Regions from separate parts of the Zea mays genome. Here regions 2 and 3 are each linked to region 1. Evidence: chromatin contacts called from public Hi-C data. All regions are on one chromosome and are shown on one strand. Each heading gives the region's core, a stretch centred on a gene start, on an enhancer-like site or on the middle of the called end of the contact. The rest is flanking DNA. Distances are from core to core; before and after follow the strand shown. Region 1 has its middle 92 kb from the start of LOC111590781. Region 2 holds the start of LOC541942. Region 3 overlaps LOC103640625 (Protein DYAD).

What was found. Hi-C and Micro-C count contacts between places; a contact is called where the count stands out from the background.
Region 2: a contact with region 1 is called in a Hi-C map of bundle sheath, with 2.3 times the contacts expected there. The contact joins the promoter of LOC541942 here to the enhancer-like site in region 1. A contact is called at or near these places in 4 of 25 Hi-C or Micro-C datasets (bundle sheath, ear, leaf and 1 more).
Region 3: a Hi-C map of leaf shows a contact between it and region 1, with 2.9 times the contacts expected there. The contact joins two enhancer-like sites. A contact is called at or near these places in 3 of 25 Hi-C or Micro-C datasets (leaf, root tip and tassel).

Annotation. Positions count from the first base shown.
Region 1 is chr1:180,571,034-180,574,874 of Zm-B73-REFERENCE-NAM-5.0, forward strand. No RefSeq gene overlaps it. Among protein-coding and RNA genes, the nearest start is that of LOC111590781, 92 kb to the left of the region's middle. Within about 2 kb of position 2,113, at least 16 of the 20 cell types and tissues checked have an H3K27ac peak or open chromatin away from gene starts, as enhancers often do. A contact at or near this core is called in bundle sheath, ear, leaf and 1 more, where this site is marked.
Region 2 is chr1:180,905,531-180,909,422 of Zm-B73-REFERENCE-NAM-5.0, forward strand. It overlaps LOC541942, which reads left to right and starts at 1,262. Exons shown (of 13, transcript NM_001319775.1): 1 at 1,262-1,297; 2 at 2,673-3,026; 3 at 3,117-3,204; 4 at 3,877-3,892. The coding sequence starts at 2,677.
Region 3 is chr1:180,121,153-180,125,017 of Zm-B73-REFERENCE-NAM-5.0, forward strand. LOC103640625 (Protein DYAD) reads left to right here. Exons shown (of 7, transcript XM_008664066.3): 7 at 101-473. The coding sequence ends at 217. Among protein-coding and RNA genes, the nearest start is that of LOC103640625, 5.7 kb to the left of the region's middle. Within about 2 kb of position 1,394, at least 15 of the 20 cell types and tissues checked have an H3K27ac peak or open chromatin away from gene starts, as enhancers often do. A contact at or near this core is called in leaf and tassel, where this site is marked.

The DNA of each region.
Region 1 (3,841 bases), core at 863-3,362:
CATTGTAAGTGTCGCTCATACTTCCACATATGTGTGTTATTATTAGTGAGCTGTATAAAATTTCAATATCTGACATGCACGTGTGACTTGCAGAATGCAACATGATCAGCAGGAGATTCTTTACGGTACCAAGCCCAATGCTAGTGCCAGTAAAAGGGTTGGGTATCTCAACCCAATACTTATATCCGAGGAAAGCCACACTTTTAGAATCGGGAAAGACAACGATGAAATAAGGGGAAAGACGGACGAAGAAGTTGAGAAGCGTATAAAGGAAATGAAGAAGGATTTTGAAGCTCGATACGCCACATACATAGGACATGCAATGCTTCAATTTCAAGACAGGGAAGCCATAATGGCCCCGTACAACTTTAAGTAAGTGTGATTTTGCATAAATAAAATTAATAATTTCAATACACATGCATCACAAATTTGATTCGTACAGGGACCACTGGATATGCTTCCTCATTTATCCTAAGGTTGGAAAGGTGCTGGTGCTCGACTCCTTGAACTTCGACCCTTCGACATATGCAACATTCCTCAGCATCTTAGAGCTGTAAGCCTTTTCTATGCATGCATACTTTTATCGATTAAAATTTGAGAATAACATGGTGATTCTATTTGAGATCACAGTGCTTATAGATTCTATAAGATGAGAGGTGGAAAGTACGACCTGTCGAAAAAACTCGTGCCACTAGACATCCATCATCACTGGCCGGTAAGTATGTGATTTTATGAATACATATCATACACAATGTTGCAACTAAATAACCAATCTCCCGTTATGTAGTGCCACAAGCAACCACAAGGATCGGTCCTATGTGGATTCTATGCGTGCGAGTTCATGAGAGTGAACGGACGATACATCACGAACCCTGACAAGGTATTATTAGTAATAGTTAAGTATGTATTTATGTCATTAAAGATGCAAATGTGTTATTATTGAGTATAAATAGATGATGTTTATAAAATTCCTTTACAGCAATTTCAACGAGGAAACCCGGAGAACTTGACCGAAGCTGCATTGTATGGCATAGTCGAGGACCTCTGCACATTCATATTGAAAGAGGTCATTCCCGCAGAAGGAAAATATCACGATGCTTCCGGGACATTAGCTTTGCCAGAGTTCAGAATACTAACAGAAATTAGTAGATTATCTCTTAGCCGAGATAGTTATTAGAGCTTAGGTGAAAACTTATGATGTATAGAATGCATGAAGCATATATGGTTGTAAACAGAATACTTTGATGTATATAAATGTATGATAGAATTTAATTTCATGTTGCTTTCAATATCAATATAGATATATATATATATGTTTGTGTGTGTAAATAAATATATATATAATTCAGTATTGTTTGAAATTTTGAAAAAAGGCGGGAAAACTTCCACTGGCGGTTTTATAAAGAAAACCGCCAGTGAAAAGTGCATTTCCACTGGCGGTTCGTTAAGAAAACCGCCAGTGAAAATGCACTTTTCACTGGCGGTTCGTTAAGAAAACCGCCAGTGAAAATGCACTTTTCACTGGCGGTTCCAAAATAACCGCCAGTGGAAATGCTGATTTCCACTGACCCCTAGCACTGGCGGTACTGAAAAACGCCAGTGTAAATATGTTTAGAACCGCCACTATAGAGCTTCTGTGTACTAGTGGAACTCCGCCCATGCATTCTAGCACCTCCGGCAAGGGGGTTAATCTCCAGCGAGCAATCGAGGCTGCTTCAATGTCGACCCTTTCTTGTCTCTGCCGCAAACATGCTCGGTACGATCTTTCGAGGCTCCTAATCCACTCGATATGTCCTAAATGATGGAGAAGCTACGAATCCACCGTAGCGGTCTGCACCCTCTCTCTCCTATCTCTCGGCATCCTCACATGCCTAGGCTATGGTGCTCTCGGTTCCGATGAGGGGTCCCACTTCGACCAAGCGATGGAATCTGCATTCGACATGAGTTCCGTCGAGTGCTCGGTGCTCTTTTCTGTTACGGCTGCGAAGAAGGCGGAGCTGACGTGATGGCCCTACAAATCAGTGAACAAAATTGCGTGCGGCTAGCTTTGGGCAAATGAGTGACTGGGTGCGCCGGGAGGCTAAGCAGCGGGTCCCCCTACTCGGCAAGTGCAACTGAGCGCATGTCCCAAGGAGTTGGGCCGACACGGAGCCTGGAGAGATGGTTTTGGGCCGGGAACGGTGGGATTCGGCCCAAATAAGGGTTTTACTTTTTCCCTCTTTTCTGTTTTTATTTTGTTTTCCATTTTTCCACCAAGGTTCAAATTTGTCCCAAGTTCTGCGTATCAAATTTCTAAATGTACAATCAATAAACTCCAGCATGAAATTTAGGTTTCGTTTTATGTATATTTATATTACTATTCTATTTCTTTAAATTAAGCAAACGTTTTTAAATATACACATGCTGCCTTAGGAAAAAGATTAATTTGAAGGTGTGACAAACTTTAGAGGTTAGAGGACAAAAAAATGAATACTCCTTACCTATGTACTTGGGTAAATTATAATCCTTTGTATGCTTTAAATTAATCTCTTTAGAAAGCATAGATGTTACTTATAAATAAATTCCACAAAAGGGATAACTTAATTCGTTTTAGGGCTCTTTTTATTAGAGATCATACTTATCCTAGGAGAAGTAATTCCAATGGTGAAAGGTATTCTAATTTAAAACTTCGGGGAGAACTTTACTAAAAGTATATCATAGGGTTTTCAGGTGTTACACATGTCTATCTATCTGCTGCAGAGGGGTTAACAACAGAAACATATGATCAAGCCGGCGAGCGGCGACAGTGGCAGAAGCTTACGGCATGGGCCATCAGAGGATGAAGAGCTGGTGGTGTTCGCGGCGGAAGGATCAAGGTCAGGGTTGAGCCAGTCGTATGACTTGACGTGCAAGATAGATATATAAAAACACGAACTTGATAGTGTCATCGCCAAAGCCAACGTACGGAAAGGTTAGGTAGATAAAAACACGAGCTTTTTCAGCACTCCAGTAGTACACTATCAAAATTCTGCCTACCGAGAAATTCGGGCTTTTTTGTATCGAGCCCTGAAGAACCCTAGGTCCGGGCGTAGGCCCACGTCCTCTAGTCGCATTCTGTCTGAAATTTGGTACGAGCAGGAGTTTAGGTTTTAGTAAACGCATGCATGAAACAGGTGCACGATCGATGCATGTTGTTGTGTACAGGAATTCAGATTCAGTGAGCAGAGCAGCTAAGTGCAAGTGCTAATGACTACTTCTATCCTACCCTGTCTAGTGAAATTGAACAGAGCACGAGGTGGCCTTGCCGGTCCATGACAATCGTGCATGCAAATTCGTTCCTGGTCGATCATCGGAAATTTTATCGTTTTCGAAATGCTCTGTTTTGAGTGGGGTCATGGACGCGCCATGTAGCAAAAGCTCACAAAGCTTACTTGACAGACAGATAGGCAGAGAGAGAGAGCTAAGCCTCACCGAGCATGTGGCGGAGGAGCTAGACCTCGCCGGGACTGGGCACAGTGCTGGAGCCCCAGAAGACGTGGCGGCAGGCCTCAGAGAGGCGCTGCACGGCGCGGCGCCTGCGGCAGCGGCGCCCCAGCGCTCCAGCCACCGCTGCCCCCGCCAGTGGGCCCACCGACACCGGGTGCACCCGGCGCCTCTTGGCCTCTCTCCGTCAGTCGGCGCTGTCGCCTGCAGCTCCACAACCCCGCGCCCGGTGCCACCACCTCCATGGACCGAGCAAAAGAAAAGAACGAAAGAACACGCTAGCTTTGGTTGGACAAGATGTTTCCAAGTAACCTATGTTTAATCAATCATTGTTTTTACTTTTGTTCTATTTTGTCTTACATGGCCGCTGATGGTTCAG
Region 2 (3,892 bases), core at 12-2,511, 330 kb after region 1:
ATTCCTACCTCTATCCGAGGTGTTTGGGTTTTGCAAAATTCGACTAATTCACCTGACATTATTTCACCAAGACCTATAATACGAAATAACTTAATATTGGAATAAATCACTCATTATAGCAATTAATAAATGGAAAGAATTTGGCATTAGTTCATGAGAAATTCTGTATGGATAGGGATAAAGGAAGGAAAGAATAAATAAAGATCCTTTTTGTATCGTGTTCCATATCTTTTGTCATACTCTTCTTTCCGCGGGAGGTGTATACTTAAAAAAAAGAATAAAGGGTTAATTCATTCTTGATAGCCATTTCCTTAACCTACATGCCTTCTTGATACGAATTCCATTATTATAAAGAAAATCATGCATGTATTTTTAGTCCCTTGGATCCAAACAAACTTTAGATTATACTAACCATGTAATATTTTAGATGTGCCATGTTTGTAAGCTAGGGCCCAACCATTTAATGTTTTAGATGTGCTCTGTTTGTAAGCTAGACCCCAACCATGTAATGTTTTAGAAGTGCTATGTTTGTAAGCCAGAATCCACGTGAAACACAAGACTGAAAAACACAAGAACAAGAAATACACATGAATAAAACTGAAATTATGCACGAATAAGAGAGATAAAAAAACACACATGATCGTTGTGGGATTGCCCCCTTTGAATGTAGGAAAAGCAAAGAAAAAAATAGGATCCCTATATACCAAATTACTACAACATTCTTTGGTATGCAAGAAATTGATAGCAAGAAAAATATAGGAAACTATTATTTGTGTTTGATTTTATAGTAAAAACTTCCACTCAAAGCCGAGCATCTAAGCATAGGAAACTATCATCGTTTCTTATATTCCCCACGGTTCATCTAAGCATCTTTCTCTATATTTTTCGTTTTTTATTCTATTATATATATACATCCCTATCCAATTCATGCATTTTTCTACCTTCTATTTTTTTCGAACGAGAAATTATGATTCAGGACAGTGCAGAAAAAGAGAATACGGTTAAAGCCGAGCGTTGAAGAGTAAAACTTCCCCCACAAATAATTACTCAACCCCGACGAGAGAAAAAAAAAACACTTTTCATAAAAAAACAGTGTGCCAGCAGATGGGTCCCACCCCACTCCACCCATCAGATCTCACCAACCACCTCACCACACCCCACCCCACCCCCAAAACCACACGAACCCAGAGAGTGGATTATAAATAAGCCCTCCCAAACCCCTTCCATTTCCCGTGCTCCTCTCCTCCTCCTCACCTATCATCGCCGCTGCGCCGTCTCCTCCGCTCCCGTCGTCCGGGTAAGCAACCGCGCGCGGCGCCCCCCTCTCGTTCATATCGTTTCGCGCTTGGTGTTGTGGGGATCCGTGTGTACGTGCGTGGCCGATGCTCTGCTTCCGTCCGCCCCCCGGCCCCCGCCCGATCGGCCTGGCGACGCTGCCGGGATCAGCGTCTGACTGGCCCGCCCATTTTTCTCCTTATCCGGTTGGCCTGGCTAGGTCCGGGTTCGATTATTGGACTAGAGCATCGTCGATCTGGTGATGCGGGTGGGCTGGTTTTGGCCCCCGAGCAGAGCTCTGGATCTGAGCTCTGCTCGGTCCGATGGATCTCGGTCCGATGGATCTGTTGGGAGTGGACAAACTGCTTCGCTCTCGCTTGGCACGCGACCACGCGTTGAGATCTGATAGTTATGTTCCAATCGGCCGCTGGTGAGGTTCTGCCGGGGTTTAGTTTAGTTTGGATCTGAGGGGGGTTTAGTTCAGTTTAGTTTTGGATCTGAGGTGTGTTTGATTTTAGTTTAGACCATGTTGACTTCTGTGACGACGACTAGTACTGGCTTCGCTTTGCGGATCATTATTATTTCAGCTGCTCCGTGCGCGCGGCTCTGTCGAGATCCAACACATTTTTTTTGTTATTATTAATAGTCTATACGAAGTGGTAGCTTGTGCTGGCACCCAGCGCATCAAGCGTCTGTCGTTTGACTGGCTGGCTGCGCTTCCGCATGGTTGGACTTGCCAGATCTTTCTGATTCGGAGGCCGGAATATGCCGTCAGCCACTGCGTGTGAGTGCAGTGTGGAGTGGCATGCGCCGTGCTGATGTCCTGGATCCACCCACTGGTAACCAATTATTATTGGTTAGGTAAAGTGTATCTAGTTGGCCAGCACCCACCCCTCGGGACTGGGCCCCACTTTCTGTTGGTGTGCCCCTTACCTAACTGACCTACCTACTAGGATGAACCTATTTTATTCCTTGATTGAAGCTTTAACTTTTACTAGATGTAGAATCCGATGCATAAGGGTCAGGAGCTTTGTTAGATATACTACTAAATTTATCATAGTATAGTGGTATAGTGCGCACAATGCTGTCTTTGTCGGATTATCAGCAATATACGAGTATGAACATGGAGTTCATAGTTATTATTTTGATTGGCAAAACGTAATCAAAACGTTTACCGTATAAAGTGACTCTTAATTTGGTATTGTTAACGAGACATTTTTTTATATATTATTATGTGGTCGTGACACAGATTCCTGATCTCTGTTGCAAGATCCCGTTTTCAATACTCCCTTCTTTCAGCATGACCTTAATCATATCGTTCTCATCAATAAACATCTGTATTCCTTGTTACAATAGTTGACATGGTATTTCTGACTGTAATTCTATTTATGGCACAGAAAGATGGCGTCCCACATTGTTGGATACCCTCGCATGGGCCCCAAGAGGGAGCTCAAGTTTGCACTTGAGTCTTTCTGGGATGGGAAGAGCACCGCTGAGGATCTGGAGAAGGTTGCTACCGACCTCAGGGCCAGTATCTGGAAGCAGATGGCTGATGCTGGGATCAAGTACATCCCCAGCAACACTTTCTCGTACTATGACCAGGTCCTTGACACCACTGCCATGCTCGGCGCTGTCCCCGAACGTTACTCATGGACTGGAGGAGAGATTGGATTTGACACCTACTTCTCCATGGCCAGGGGCAACGCCACTGTTCCTGCTATGGAGATGACCAAGTGGTTTGACACCAACTAGTGAGTCCTTTGCCTGCTACCAATGGTAATTTTAGTTTGAGCTTTTGTATTTAATATTTTTTGCTGACAAACTTTGTTCTACTTTTACAGCCACTTTATTGTCCCTGAATTGGGCCCAAACACCAAGTTCTCCTATGCTTCTCACAAGGCTGTTAACGAATATAAGGAGGCTAAGGCGGTATGATACACTCATTATATTTCTGTTGTCTCAGTTTAATGTGTCAGCCTACTGTCCTAATGTTAATTTCCTACTTGTGTACTTGATTTTCTGATGGTTACTAATATATTCCTATTTTTATTGACATTATAATTACCCAATAAGGTCATTCCATAGTTTAGCATGCATTCAGCTAATTGAACCTCAAGTATCGTTCGTTTTTAATCCTGCTCTTAATTAGCAATTTTGTATTAACCCAGAAACTGGGATATACATCCAGATACCTACTTTCTGTAACATTTTGGAATCTTGTTATTGTGGTATTGTCAGATCAAATTGATTGCAAACAGTCTTGGTACTTTTGAGCTTTCTACCTAATTGTTTGAATTTCAGTGTTGGCACATTGAACAAAAATGACCTTCATGGAAACAACAATTTCAGGCTACAGTATGAATGTTTCCTGAGTTGTATTGTGCCTCTGACAAGCTGGTCTTGTCTTGCTTTTGTTGTTTTGTTTTTGCTGAAAAGGATTCCCAGTTTAGTGTATTTTCCTATGCCATAAGCAGAGGTGCATACAGAGTGGCATTACTATAATTTGGACTCTCATTATTTATTTTGTGTTGTTTAGTCTGAAATATAAAAACATGTGTTTTTTTGCTTGTATGGCTTATAAGGTGTTGTTGCTTCTTGCAGCTCGGTGTTGATACCG
Region 3 (3,865 bases), core at 144-2,643, 450 kb before region 1:
GTCTTGCCACATCGCTAGCTCGTGCCACGGATAAAATGAACAATGGCACACATGATCGTTAAGATGACTGACCTGTGCCTGGCCATTGTTGCTGCCACAGGACACGTCGTCGTCGTCGTCATCAGGACCGTGCGGTGCCAAGGCGCTGAAGCTCGACGCCGGAGCTGGAGGTGGCGAGGTTGGCACTGAGCTGGTCCTGGCGACCCCCACCTACTGACGAGTTCTTATAAATGGACAGATGACCACTGAAGTTTTGCCTCACCTCACCTCACCGCCATTAACCCATCGTCGCCTCACATCTGAGAACATAGCACACATGACAGGATAGCTGCAGATTACCTACCCTTTTACCTTTGCTTTAATTGTCAGTCAGTAGCCGTCACTAGTCTCAGTTGGAACTTACTTGCAGGTGGGTTTACTTACAGCTGAGCACCATGTTGCTGCTGCTTAATCCCTACAGTAGTTTGTACTTTTGGTTGGAGACATTTGTCTGCCACTCTGTTGAAGCCAAATGCTCATCAGGAGCTGGCATCTGTAGTGCCGCCGCCACCTTTTGTCTTGCCTTTGTTTGCTTGATGGTTTCTTGACCCAGCTATGACTGTATGCTTGATTTTGCCATCCTCATATTCCTCAACCTCAACCTTTCATTCTGAAGCCTTCTCCACTTTCGGTGCTTCTCGTAGATCAGCGATAGCGATAATTACGTTCTGACCAAAGGTTGTATCTGCTCGCTTCAGACAGATCAAAACAGTAGATTTCCCCTTTTCAATCACATCGACTGAAAAAATGAGCCTTGTCAACTTGAATCTTCTTGCTGTTTGAATGAACGGAGGCTTATCGGCGCCTAGAGCTCAGCTTACTGATGCAGAGTTCACCGGTAGTAGGGGGCTTGTCATGGACAGCGCACAGCCATCAGCAGCAACACTAAGAAGGTGTTTGGTTTTTATTCATTTTATTCCATTTTAATCCTTAAATTTAAAAAATACGGAGTTTTTGTTTATGTATTTGATAATTTAGGGACTAAGAGGTGTTTGAATGTACTAGAGCTAAAAGTTAGTTGGTTAAAAATTTGTTAGTGAAATTAACTAATTTACTAAAAATAGCTAATAGCTGAACTATTAGCTAAAGTATTTAGATGTCTGCAGCTAATTTTAGTCACTAACTATTATCTTTAGTGTATTTAAACACCACCTAAGAGGTGTTTGGTTCCTACGAATTAATTTTTTATCACTTTATTTTATTTTAGTCTCTAAATTATTATTAAATATGGAAACTAAAACTCTATTTTAGTCCACTGGGCTTCTCATCATTATCTAATGGGCCTATACACAATCCTATAAACCGTCCTCATTCTTTCTCATTATGCTCGGAAGTTGGTTGGTAAAATGGGACGAGGCTTGTCGACCTGGGCCGGCCTTCATCTGCGCAGTGCCTATTGGATCTTCAATCGGTTAGACCACCGTATTGTTAACAAACGCTGACGAAGGTTTACATGGATAATTACCGGTTTTATTTTTGAGGGTCTCACGTCTCTATATAAAAAACTAGTACATTCTCTTATAATACAGAGAAGAAAAAGGCCAAGAGTCCAACCCTATATTATGTGTTTATCTGTCGTGCTTCCGTGAAGGGAATCGAGAATCACGTTCTTCATATCTAATCTGCTGACGAGAGGAAATGGAGTGGATCTAGTGATTGCGGTAACGTAATTTGTGATTTGTCAACACATATGCCAAAGCCCCTGTGAACAAGTATATCTGGGATGCTATAAATTTCATAAATCTTATAAACACACACAACAATGCTATTTGCCACCAGCCTCCCGGCACACGCGTGCTACCGAAGCTGCTGGTGATTCTTTGCTTGGTCCTTGCGTCAAGTCATGCTCCAATTTCCGACGAATGCACGATTACGTTGGGCCGGCGAAAGAGATTTTTGCGGTTCACAACTCTGCATCGTGGCCCAAATCGACCAAACGTCCATCGGTAATAGACATAGAGTCCAGAGCGCCTGCTGCTAGGCTTTATTATTGCACCGTTGCTAGTATCTTGGAAGACCAATAAGTGAAGTGAATTTTTCTCTCTTCTTCTCACTTAAACTTGGTTTTAGTTTACACTAACTTAATTATTAGACCAAGTTTGTGTTGTTTAAGTTATTTTTTGCAGGACCACCTATTCACCCCCATCTAGGTGTTCTCAACTACTATAAACTACACCGACACAATCAAGTAGTCAAGAAACTAGCCCATAGTTCAAAAGCTCAATTGAGTATGAAAGTTATACTTCTTGCAACCATAGCCATAATCCAACATGTGAAGAGATATTAACATAGTTTTTCACTCTGAAGCCACTCAACAGGATGTTGTCACCGGTTAAATGGACCCTTTTGAGTGATCGCCTAGAAAACTATGAGCACGACAAGTTCATGTTGACCTTGGGTCATTCGTAGTGGAGTCATGGGAAATAAGGAGCTTCGTCCATCAGTGTTACATTGAAGCGACGAAAGGAGACATGTGCTCCTTTGTTACAAATGTTTAGGTGAAAGCATTCAATTTGGCCAAAGGTGTTCAATTTATCATAGATTTCCATGACATGCATAAATTATTGTGGTGCAATGACCTAGACATCGTTCAAGTCACCTTGTAAGCCCTATAAGATAATTATGAGTTTCACTCTATTGCATCGCTATAGGTACTTTCAGAAGAAGCTAATGCCATGGTTTGTCCTTGCGAGATGTAGTATCACATATGCAAGGATTTGAATAAAACCTTACAGGGGTTATGATATGTAACACGACCATCAAGATCTTAAGGTCTTCAACACGGAAGAGAGAATACAAGCCTAGAAAGTTGTACGTAACAACTTTAAGTATTAGGTGCATCCGTGGTGAGAGCGAGTGGCCAGGGCTCCTTGGTGGTGATTCCGGTGCCTCCTCCACCACCTATGACGCCCACCGAGCTGCGCGTCGCACATGGTTGGCTCCTCCGCTCCCATACCAGAGGGAAGCCGCGGGCGTTGTGATGTGCATGGGGCAGTGATGACATGTGGGGTGGGGTCCAGGGAGGAAAGGGTACGGCGGTGCGGGACCGGGGTGAGTGCGTGTCGGGGTGAGGGCACGGAATTGCAGATCGAGGGAGGGGGGGCTTCGCGGGTATCATGTTGTGGTGGCGGGCATTGCAGGGAGCGTGGCGTGCGCGACGACCATGGGTGGGTATCGCGGGGAGCGGGACATGCACGACGGCCATGAGGCAGGCATCGCGGGGAGCGGTTCGTGCACGACGGCCATGAGGGCTGGCATCGCGGGGGCGGGGGCAGGGGCCGGCGGGGGCACGGTGTCTCCATTGCCATCCTCTTCACTCCGTGGGTGAGATTTCAGGGGAGCGGGGGTATCACGGGAGGACGAGCCTTGATGGCGGTAGCGGGGTGCGAGGGCATCGCGGGAAGACGGGGGTGGGGGCATGGCGCACCTGTGGACGCCCACGTTACGTCCTTGTAGAGTAGTAGAGATATATTGAGAACTTCAATGAGTATCTTTGGGTAATTGAAGGCATTGATTCAATCTTGTCTCAGTTTTAAAGAACCCACAACCTAAGGTGGTAAGGCCTTATTAATTTTTTTTCCGAGATTGATGTCTCTCATCATGTCCCTTCTCTTTGGAGATCCACAACCACATTCAACAAGGTAGAAATCTTGCTAAAAATTTGTGGGATGCATATATACTCATTTTTAGTAACATATCTACACATCCACTCTAGTTGAAGCTGTTGATGAAAGGAATAAACACAATATGTGCAGCTGCACTACTGTTTTCTCTCATGATCCGTGATTGTAAACCAACCATCTACTATTTTCCACCTACATATATG